Linked DNA regions of Mus musculus: region 2 is linked to region 1. A link is a contact called in public HiChIP or PLAC-seq data. All regions are on one chromosome and are shown on one strand. Each heading gives the region's core, a stretch centred on a gene start, on an enhancer-like site or on the middle of the called end of the contact. The rest is flanking DNA. Distances are from core to core; before and after follow the strand shown.

What was found. HiChIP or PLAC-seq counts read pairs in DNA pulled down with a chosen protein or histone mark.
Region 2: an H3K27ac HiChIP or PLAC-seq map of SST interneurons shows a contact between it and region 1, with 4 times the contacts expected there. The contact joins two enhancer-like sites. A contact is called at or near these places in 1 of 39 promoter capture datasets (hippocampal neurons), 7 of 484 Hi-C or Micro-C datasets (adipose-derived mesenchymal stem cells, cerebral cortex, cortical neurons and 4 more), 3 of 115 datasets of contacts at active chromatin or transcription factors (SST interneurons, embryonic basal ganglia and neural tube) and 2 of 9 other capture datasets (embryonic tail and embryonic trunk).

The regions. Positions count from the first base shown.
Region 1 is chr7:36,719,029-36,724,231 of GRCm38.p6, forward strand. The region is part of intron 1 of Tshz3 (teashirt zinc finger family member 3); the gene reads left to right. Among named protein-coding and RNA genes, the nearest start is that of Gm36722, 23 kb to the left of the region's middle. Within about 2 kb of position 1,988, at least 17 of the 459 cell types and tissues checked have an H3K27ac peak or open chromatin away from gene starts, as enhancers often do. A contact at or near this core is called in SST interneurons, where this site is marked.
Region 2 is chr7:36,974,745-36,979,947 of GRCm38.p6, forward strand. No RefSeq gene overlaps it. Among named protein-coding and RNA genes, the nearest start is that of Gm36464, 33 kb to the left of the region's middle. Within about 2 kb of position 3,242, at least 5 of the 459 cell types and tissues checked have an H3K27ac peak or open chromatin away from gene starts, as enhancers often do. A contact at or near this core is called in SST interneurons, where this site is marked.

The DNA.
Region 1 (5,203 bases), core at 738-3,237:
ACCAGGTAGGCCTGACTTCTTATCATAAAAAATAAACTCTACAAGTTCCTCTTTTATTTGTTATTGGATATAAAATAAGGCAGTTTCCACTAATAAAAGAGGGACCCGTTATTGGTGATTTTACTGAGACATTGTGTTTCAATACTGGTGTTTCAATACTGGCTAGTCGTGCAAAGGAACCTTGTCTATGTAAAGGTGCAATGCCCTACAGGTTGAGCTACTTAGACAGGACCCGGGTCTCAGGAGCTAGATGGTTCTGCAACCTTTCCACATGAGGAGTTGACCCTCAAGGGCTACCTTGGCCAGGTGGAGGTGATCACATGGCCCTCTTTCCACTTCTGATGTTATTCAAACACATTTGGGTTCTCCCAGAACACAGACTCAAAGCAGCTGCTAGTGCTACTGACTGTAGGCCCCTGGACTGAGCGAGTTAACTGCTCATTGAATTTATTCCTCCCACTTCTCAGCAAGGTATGCTGGGATTGAATGGGTCCTCCACTCAGGGGTTCTGTCTGAGGGCCTAGCAAAAGTTCTCTTTCTTTTGACAGAGTTTATAGCGATGTTTTCTTAATTATTCTTGATGTTTTGCCCATTATACCATTAGCTTCTTCAGAGGACAGAGATAAATAGCTGGTATCCACAAGAACAAAGTGTGAACTGAATGCATTTAATTATTGATAGCTCGGTAGCTAAAGGTTCTGAAATGATGTTGTCAAATGCCTTGGTGAGTCGACAGCAGATGTGTTGGTCTGCACGCACAACTAGAGATGGGGCACCAGTAAAACTCAGGGAAGGAACGCCATTAAGCAAATAACGGACTCTAGCCGTTCATTTTCCTTAATTTGTTTCCCAGTATGATTGGTTTCGTTCTCTGTGTTAGATTTTGAGGCTTAGGAGGTTTGCAGGTTTTTGTTTCTCTGCTTTTAAAATACATGACCATGTATTGATTGCATGCATATTGTCAAACTATTGTTTTTAAGTAAACTCACTGACCCACTTTCATTTCTACTGCTTCTTATATATGTGTACACGTGTGTGCATTAAGTATGTATACGGCTTTGTTGAAGTCGGTGTTTTCACAATCTTAGTCCTAAAATGGGAATTTGAAAGCCACTGGCTTTATGCTCATGTTTCCAAACAGGAAGAAGCCACACGCTCACGAGTTCCCTTCTCCCTCCTCATTAGCGACCAAATTCGTCTTTATGCACATGCAAGTAAGGACTTCCCGTGTTTATCCTGACGTGTCGACAGAACTCGTCACATTTTCAATTATCTCACTTCTTCATTTTGCTTTCTCTCCCAAATGTGGGCTATGGTTCCCACGGTGGAAAACACAATGGAAATACCTCGCCATCCTCTGGCGTGAGTAGAAAGCTGGTGGGTTTCGCCCCTAGGAAGTATAGTTACAGATCTGAAAGAATTTTACTAACACGTGTCAAATGGTTACTGTGGACCCATTTTCCCCATCTTGAGTATTTGACTAGTGGCATCATTCACCGAGACGCTTAATTATATTTTTTTCTAATGGCTTTGGACTCTTGACATTGAAGAAGAGGAGGAGGAAGAAGAGGAAAGGAGAAGAGGAGGAGGAGGAGGAAGAGGAAGAAAAAGCCGAGAGCTATAGCACCAGAGCTTAGGCAAGGAACGCCCCCTGCTAACACCAGGCATACCCTCCAGGTTACCTTCTGTATGTATCGAACATACAGCCAGCCCATGCTGCTCGCCTGGACTGTCATGTTTCCCTGCCTGTGCTGACTGGTCCATATTAGTAAGATGTCCTTTGGAACTTAGGGCTGTGTGAGAGTCTGGAAGGATTTTTTTTTTAAACTTGAGTAACTGTTTACAGTGAGAGAGTCAAAGATGCAGGCACTCCTACAGCAGAGCTACGAGTGCTGGCTGAAGCCGTCTTTCCTAATGCAGCCCGTGTTCTCCCATCTCCCTAACAGCAACAAACCCGCTGCTTCCCCAGCCTCCCTGGAAATTAAATAACTAGCCTGTGTGGGAGGCACACACTCCACGGCTTGCTGGGCTACGTCAGAGAGGTCAGCCCCGCCCTTGATGCGGCAGCTCAGAACATCTGTGCATCCCTAGCTGTACACACACACACACACACACACACACACACACCAGGCTTGTTTGTACATAGGTCTTCTCTATAGCAGCTACATATATAAGGCCCTGAACAGTTTGACAGTCGTTTCCCCTTATGTGAAACTAAATGCATTTTAATTTTTTTTTAATTATAAAGGTAGTAATTCGTATGATAGAAAATCTAAATAAGTTCGAGGACACTTAATTAATGGAGAAATCTTCGTTCAACCCCAGTTCTATGTGTCCCTCCTTAGGGATGTTAGCAGTTTGTGGCACACCCTTCTGAAGACATAAGCATGCAGATATGTTCTGTTTTGTACCTTTCTCTTATATATATATATATATATATATATATATATATATATACATATACATATATATATATATACACACACACATACATATATATACTTACCATTTATTTTTACACATATAAAGTTACAACTCACGGGCAGGATGTATGGACAGATGTGTAAGTGATATAGCAAATGAAGTGAAATGTGGAATTTGGGGTCTGTGTAGTGAGTCCATTGATCAGCTTTCAACTTTGCTATGTGTATTTGGTTTCATGATAAAATAGGGAATATATTGTTATCGTCCTATCTGAATTATATTATGTATAATATGTATGGTGTAGAGCTGTCTCTTGCTTTTTAATGGTGGCATATTACTCCCGTGTATGAGATCTCTCCTATGTATGCGATTACTCCTATGTATAGGGTGTTTTGTTGCTGTTATTTTGTTTTTTGCTTGTTTGTTTTTTTGTTGGTTTTAATTTTTTCGTTATTTATTTATTTATTGTTTTAAAAGCATGTTGCTTTTCTATTTATTTTTTAAAGTCATGGTCTCACTATGTAGCACTGGCTTGCCAGGACCTCACTATGGCTGCATGAGTTGTTTCTTTGTTTTGTTTTGTTTTGTTTTGTTTTGTTTTGTTTTGTTTTGTTTTTGAATGTTTTAAGACAGGGTCTCATTATACAGCCCACAACTGATTTCGAACCCACCATTCTCTTGCCTCAGCGCCTAGAATTCCAGAGACTCTAGGCATGTGCCACCAGGCCCAGTGCATCGAGTAACTCTATCAATAAACATTTGAGTTACGTCACCATAGAGAAGGCCCTTCTTTGTGAGACAGAACACTACAGACAAAATTGTTAGCAGAGATTAGTTTAGCTCCTGAAAGAATGTATTCAAAACTATTGCTTCCCATCACCGCCTGCTTGTGTGTTCCTGGAGCCCCCCAATCCACAGCTTAGTTTAGGATTGCAGTCAGAGACCCCCCCTCCTAGGGCTCAATATGGGCTCAGCACATCGTCATACGTTTCAAAGGTGTGTGTATGTGTATATGTGCATATGTGTGTGTGTGTGGGGGAGGGGTTGGATGTGAAGTTTGAATGTCCTTATTAACTTTAGAAGTCCTTGGGTTTGTTTGTTTGTTTGTTTGTTTACATTTCTGGGTGACTACAGATGGGTTTAAGTTCACTGTCTGTGACACAGATGGTCTCATTTGACGGACAAGAAAAGATCAAGAGTGGGAAAGACACCAGTGTAAGTTGTCATGGTGCTCCTCCCACCTTGGCTTGAAACCTTGGCATGATCCTCTGGGGCTGGACCATGGTAGGCTTCTCCACTGGCCTCCCCATTACCTGAGGGTGCTTAGAAAGCCAGGCTGCCGAGACAGCCAGGTGAGTTCCTGCCGAGTACTGCAGAGGTGGCTGTCTCCAGCCAGGAGCTTCTCAGAAAACGACCGTGGAATGCTGCAAAAGTCCTTTTGGGTTTTGGCTGAATAATATTTAAGGGTTTTGAAAGAGTGACTTAATTGTGTTTTTATGTAATTGATGGCGTTCTAGTAAAATGTATCGAGACACGGTATCAGCGTTTCTCTAACTGTTCCTTGGAGAAAAATCTCTGCTCATATGAAAATGGTTCCTTCACTTTCCACTCATGGAATTGTGAAAAATGAAAAAAAAATCACTGGCTTCCTCTGAATCACTGTACCTAGAGGACTCTCTCATTTTAAAATGTACTCCCCCACTCCCGGACTTGGCCTGGATACCACAGGGGTACCTCATCATTATAAGATTGCGGCTTGGGAACCCGGGGGCCTGCTATGTTAGACTTGGGGCAGGATGCTGTGTGGGCAGATTTCGGGAAGCTTCCATGTGCCCACAGGTCAGTTGGTACTAGGCTCCAGACTGAGGACCTCCTAACTGGGGACTCGTGAGTTCCTCAGAGTTCTTGCCCACCACAACCTGTTTTGGGTTTGGAAGACTGTGGCACATAAAGCTACATTGCAATGATGCACAGTCTCTTAAGCCTCGGATCGAATTTGAAGACCATATCACCTTGCTTGCTACCATAGAAATCGGGGAATGTAAATGTACATTCTCAGCTTTCCTAACGTGACATTTGTTTATATGGGGGGGGGGGGAGGTTTGCATACATTTCGATTCCCCCCCTTCCTTCTTTCCTTCATCTGCTCCCCCTTTCTTGTTTTTTCTAGAGGTTCACTATCTAACACAGGCTGCCCTTGAACCGAGGCTAGCTTCTGCCTTGGTCGCCTCAGTGCTGGGGTGATCTTACTGTGTCGGGACTGTTGGGCTTGGTGCTTTGATTTTGTTTCAGACCTTACTACATTGATTCCATTCTGGAAAATCAAACCGTAATCATGAAAAATGAAAATATATTCGAACCCCAGATGGAGCTGAGAGCTGAGTTCTTTAGTAGTGTGCACATGGCCTTAGCTTCCATTCCTAGCACCCCTCTCTCTTTTCTGTCTTATTTTAAAATAAAAAGTATGTTAACCCTCTCTCAGTTTTCTCCATCCCTCCCTTCATCCTTCCTTCCCTCCCTCCCATCCTTTCTCCTTTCGTTCCTTCCTCCCTTTCTGTGGTGCCTGGAATGGAATGAAAGGCCTTGCATGCACATGCTAGGCCAGCAACATGTCTCCAGTCCCCCCAGTTAGTTTCTAATTACAGAAAACTCGCAAGTCTGCTAAATTACATTGTAATAGTAGTTACAATAATAATAATTGTAATTATAATGCTTTGAAAGTACCATGGGTCACCCTCCTGGTGGCCGCAAGCTGTGTGCTGCTTCCTGGAGGCCCTGT
Region 2 (5,203 bases), core at 1,992-4,491, 260 kb after region 1:
CAGCTGAGACGCTCCCTGGTGGCGATTGTCTGAAGTTCACCTAGAGGCCTTTTCTAGAGTCACTTGTGAGGCATGAGTGGGAAACAGGAAGGATAAAGGACCTTAAGCATGATGAATCTGGGGCGCAGCCTACAAGAGGTGGCTAGACCAGTGCCCGTCTTAGGTTATTCCTTCCTCTCCTGCTGGCTTGGGAGGGCTAACAGGATCCCTACTTCCAGACCTCTTCATTTTCCAGGAAGGGAAGGGCAGCGCGTCCAGCAGCTCACACCTCCAGATAATAACAAAAGCCTGGGCCCTTTCCCAGTCACCTGACCGTACACGCAGCTTATTTCACTTATGGAACTGATTCTGTCACCATCTTCGCTGGTCCTGGAATTTAAGATCTTAATACTAATAATACTAATAAATATTTTTAATGAAAAGATAAAAGATACTAAGTTTATTTGATGATTTTTACAAGGTAAAAATATAGACTCTGATGTTTAAAATTATTAAGAGTTTTAAGACAGTAAAATCAGAGCTTTTACCAGCGAGATGTCACTGTAATTACAGAGCCATGTGTGGTGACAAGTCTCACACACATCCATGCAGTCATCCTGAAGAGACCTTTTTTCTGAGTAAACCCTTGTATACTCAGAACATCAAGTTGCATACCGCAAGTGCTCAATACATGCTGAAGAACAACGCCCCGCCCCCACCGCCCGCCCCGCCCCGCCCCGCCCCGCTGACCTGCCAGGATGGCATGCTCTGTCCCTTCCCAGAAACAAACAAAAACAAACACGACAAACAAAAAAAAGCAAAAATGAACAAAACCAATCAACCAAACAATCAAACAAATGCCAAAAACAAAACCCTGGAAGAAGAGGCTGAGCTGGTGAGGAGCCGGGAGTGTTTAGTTACTATCCCACCCCTAGAGAAGGGACAGATGACCTCTAGTGTTGGAAGTGATGAAGAGCTCCGTGGACCGAGGGTTTGGACAGGGGGAAAAGGGGGTATTTCAGGCACAGGCAACTAGGCAAAGGGGTGAAGCTATGGAGACTGCAATGCATTCTGGGACACACACTGTGGAACTGGAGTGTGGGGCATATACAGGACACAGAGGGAAGTTCTCAGGGCTCTCCGAGGTCCCTCCTTTCCTCTCTGGCTTGTGAAGACTTCCTTTAGCAACCTTCCAACAGAAGTGTGACAGCTGCTTGCTTAGTTCAGGGCAGGAGGGAATTCTTCTCCTCCATTCCCAGAATTTAAGCAAAGGCTTTGCCCCTAGGCCAGGGCAAGGATAGCATGCACATTTTTGCAATCCAGCACCAACAATGAGTTGGGTACTGGTCATTGTAGTTCAGAGATTCCAGGATTCTTTGTTCTGTCTGGGAAGGAAAGTGTGTAGGAGTCTCGGTCAGGGGTCAGTAAGCATCAAATAAGTAAGGTGCTTTGAAAGCAGCAGTACATGAATTTTTTCATCTCTAAACATCCCACAGTGATAAAGGCCATTTCCAATCTGATATCCTGAGAAGTGATGGGAACTAGGTACCAAACCTGACTAGAAGACCGTCCACTCTGGGTTTCAAGAAAGTATTTCTAGAAAACCAGTTTTGGAGTTCTGATGATGTTTCTTTTTGTCACCAACTCGGGGTGGGGTGGGTGGGGGGAGCCTGCGAGCACAACTTTCATTTCTTCTAGTAGCTGATTTCTAAAGAAAAACTGGCCAGACAGTGTCGAAGGACAGTGACTCATGGACAGGCCCTGTCATTGACTTCTCTCCTACGAGGTCAGCTCCCAGGATCCATTGTAGCTTGGCAAATGAGCCCTGGTGGATTCTCTGCTGGCAGCCACCGCACTGGATTATAGATGCTCAAGGGTGCCAGGCCATAAACTGGTTAAAATACATGGGCCATCATTAGTTCAAGAGTTCCCTCCTATTTTCCAGGAGAGTGCAGCATGCCAGAGGGCTGGCTTGCTGGTTGAATTTGGGTGGTCCATGGATTTAGCCCTCCACTTATTTATCCAAACACATTATCTATCCACCAATCTACATACGCATGCATGCATGCATCCAAACTCATCTATACACTTATCATCCAACTACAGACACACACACACACACACACACACACACCCATCCATCTAAACACTCATTCATCAGTCCATGTACATACACATATCCATACATACATACATACATGCACCACCACCACCCCATCTTTCTATTCAAACACACATACACCGTATTCCATACCCACCAGTCCATCCAAACACTCATCCATCCATCCATCCATTAATCCATTTCATCTAAACATAGATCCATCTACCTATTTATTTAAACATACATTGATCCACCAATAGATATTTATCCATGCACCCATTCTCCTTTTCCCCCATGGTGTAAGAGAGTGGGTGATTTATAATGAAGCCTATATTATATGCAATATATCATGAAGGCTTCATACAAGTTAACCAGGCAACCTTGCAATGAGGAGGCCACAGCTCATTAGGAGGGGTGACTATGTTATGAGGACCAAGAGAAACGAACAACATCAGGATAAGACTAAAGAGGAAGGCAAAGATCAGGAAGATGGAGGGAGACAGTGATCAGAAGAAGTGAGACTACCGTTGGGGAATGACTCTCGTCCAACCAATGTGTCTTGAGCATCCACTGGGCCTAGGCCCGAAGATGGAGATGGGCACAGCATCTGTTCAAGAGGCCTGGATCTCACTTGATCCCATAGAGTAGTTGCTAAGTGGGTGCTCCAATTCTTGGGTAATGCTTCTATCTCTAGGGAGGAGTTCCACCCATCTGACACCCAGTAATTTAGGGGAAGCAAGGATAGAGCTTAAAGCAACAGGGAGCTGAGGAAGGGGCGCATTAGAAAATGTTGCCCCTAAACCCAATGAGCCTTTTCACCCAACAGAAGTTAGTCCCCAATCTCTATGGGCTTCCGCAGCTGGCTTCTTTGCATTTCTGTTCATCATCACAGCCTGCCTTTTCTCCCTCCCTTCTCAACTAGATTAGTCTCTCATCAAAGGTCTGGAGGTGGGGGCTGGGGGGGGGAGAGCATTTATGCAGATCAGTCTACATTCGGGCATCAGTGGTTAACCCGGTAATATACACTTCTATTACCCTCCCTGGAATCCTTGGGGGATCAATGTATGGGTTTAACTACCACACACCGACAAAACATAGCTGGGCGGCGTTGCCTTCGAGCAAGCACTGGAGCCTGTGTATATGTTTCTCTCATTATTTGGATGTGCGTTTGAGTGTTATGATCAGTGATTCAGGGCACATGATTCATCAGGAAGACGTTTGCTCGGCAGACATGTGAGGAGCTGTCTGCCTCTTCAATCTCACTGACAGGGCAAAAATGCTGATTTATAGTAAATCATTAAAATCTGCTTATTACGGCGCGGCTTGTTCTTCTTCTCCAGTTGGAGCCTGCAACTTGATCTGCAGCATGTCTCTCACAATTTTATACTACAGCAAGCAGTTATTTGAACAAGAGAGGAACACTCTTTAGTCTTTATTAGTGCCTATGAAAGGATATTTTGTTTAAAGAAGACTAATTAAGAATGCAGACGATTTGCTTGCTCAGTTTAGGGGGGAAAAATAAAGATTTAAAACGTCTAAGAGGAACAAAGAGTTACTGTACTATAACAATACTCCAAAATGAGATTGGGTGCATATTTTAAATAGGCCTGAAATAGCAGTTCCTATGGTGCTGGTGTGTTTGGGTGGTAAAGGGCAGGGAGTGGTCATCTGAGAGGCAGGATCAGAGGAAGGGCCTGAAGGTCTCACATATAAAATAAAAACCGGGGGAAAGGACAGAGCCATTGTTAGGTTCAAGGCCAGTATTGTGACTGTCGGCCTGTGGCTTTAATGACCACCTGGGAAGTGTTATATTTTGAATAGAGAATTTCAGATTTGGTGGCAGCCTTCGAGGGGAGTGTGTCACGTGCTAGGTAAACAAAGAAATAACACAAAGAGGTCTATATTTTGTATGTGTTACTTACAGTATAAAAAAAAAATTAATTTGATGCCTGGGGACAGAAATCCTTGCCACTGAATTACAAAGAAGTGAATAAACGGGCTCAAAATGAATCCATCCAGATCTGTCCCCTTAATAAGACTAATTCCAGAGAACAAAGCACAGCATAATGCATTTTAAATTAAGTTGGAAAATGCATAATTTATATTTGTTTTATTTCTTCATATTTTAACACAGGTGAGTTGCGGAATGCTAAGGACCATGGAAGGGCACGCTCAGTCCACTGTTCTTCACTTAAAAAAAAATGAAAGAAAGAAAGAAAAGAAAAGAAAAGAAAAGAAAAGAAAAGAAAAGAAAAGAAAAGAAAAGAAACCAAAAGGACTACTCCTGGTTCCGGCAGCAAGGGCCGAATAGGACAAGAAAGACAAGCATGGCAAGGAGATCATGTGTGTGGATAAAATCCATTCCCAGGTCTCCTCATACCTAACGCGACACTCAAAACCATAAAAATAAAAATAATAAAAAAAATTTAAAAGCACAAGGAATTAATGGGGCTAAAAACCATGCTTGCTTTTTTTCTCACGTTGGAGAAATCCCTGAACCCTGGTCCTGCATACCCAGCCGAAGGAAGACCCATGGCGAGGCTGTTGCTTCCAGTGCAGGGAAGGAGGGGCTTCCATCTACACACAATTTTTTTTGAGGGATGTGTGAGAAACAAATGTTCTTCTCCCCATCCTGAAATGTCTCCCACTGCCTTCAACCTCTTTCTCCTGCCCCCTTCCTCCCACCCCAGTTGACCCCACATCCTTCTTTCATGGCTCTTACACACAACCATGGTTTTGAGTGGAGTTTCACTTGCTCTTCAGTTTTAGCTTAGCTCCTCTTTTGTTTCCAAGGCCTAGGTCACGAGGAGTACCTGGATGAAGATGGAGCCACACCCGCTTAGGCACCTGCTTAGGAACCTGTTTAGGAGGAGCCATGGAACATCTACTGGGCCACAGCTGCTCAGCTGACTGGCCCAGTCTTCCAAGGCAGGGGAGTGTCAGTCTGCTGTCAGAATAGTGGACCCGATAAAGGTCTCGAACATTTCTGTTTCTGTGTGGAAGCCTGGCTCACATCCATCTTAACTTGTATTTGTCATGGTCCTGCATCATGGCTTTAAAACTTGAACAACAAGCAGGCCCACTCTGAAGCTCACATGTGAACAGGCCTCTATAAGCACCTGG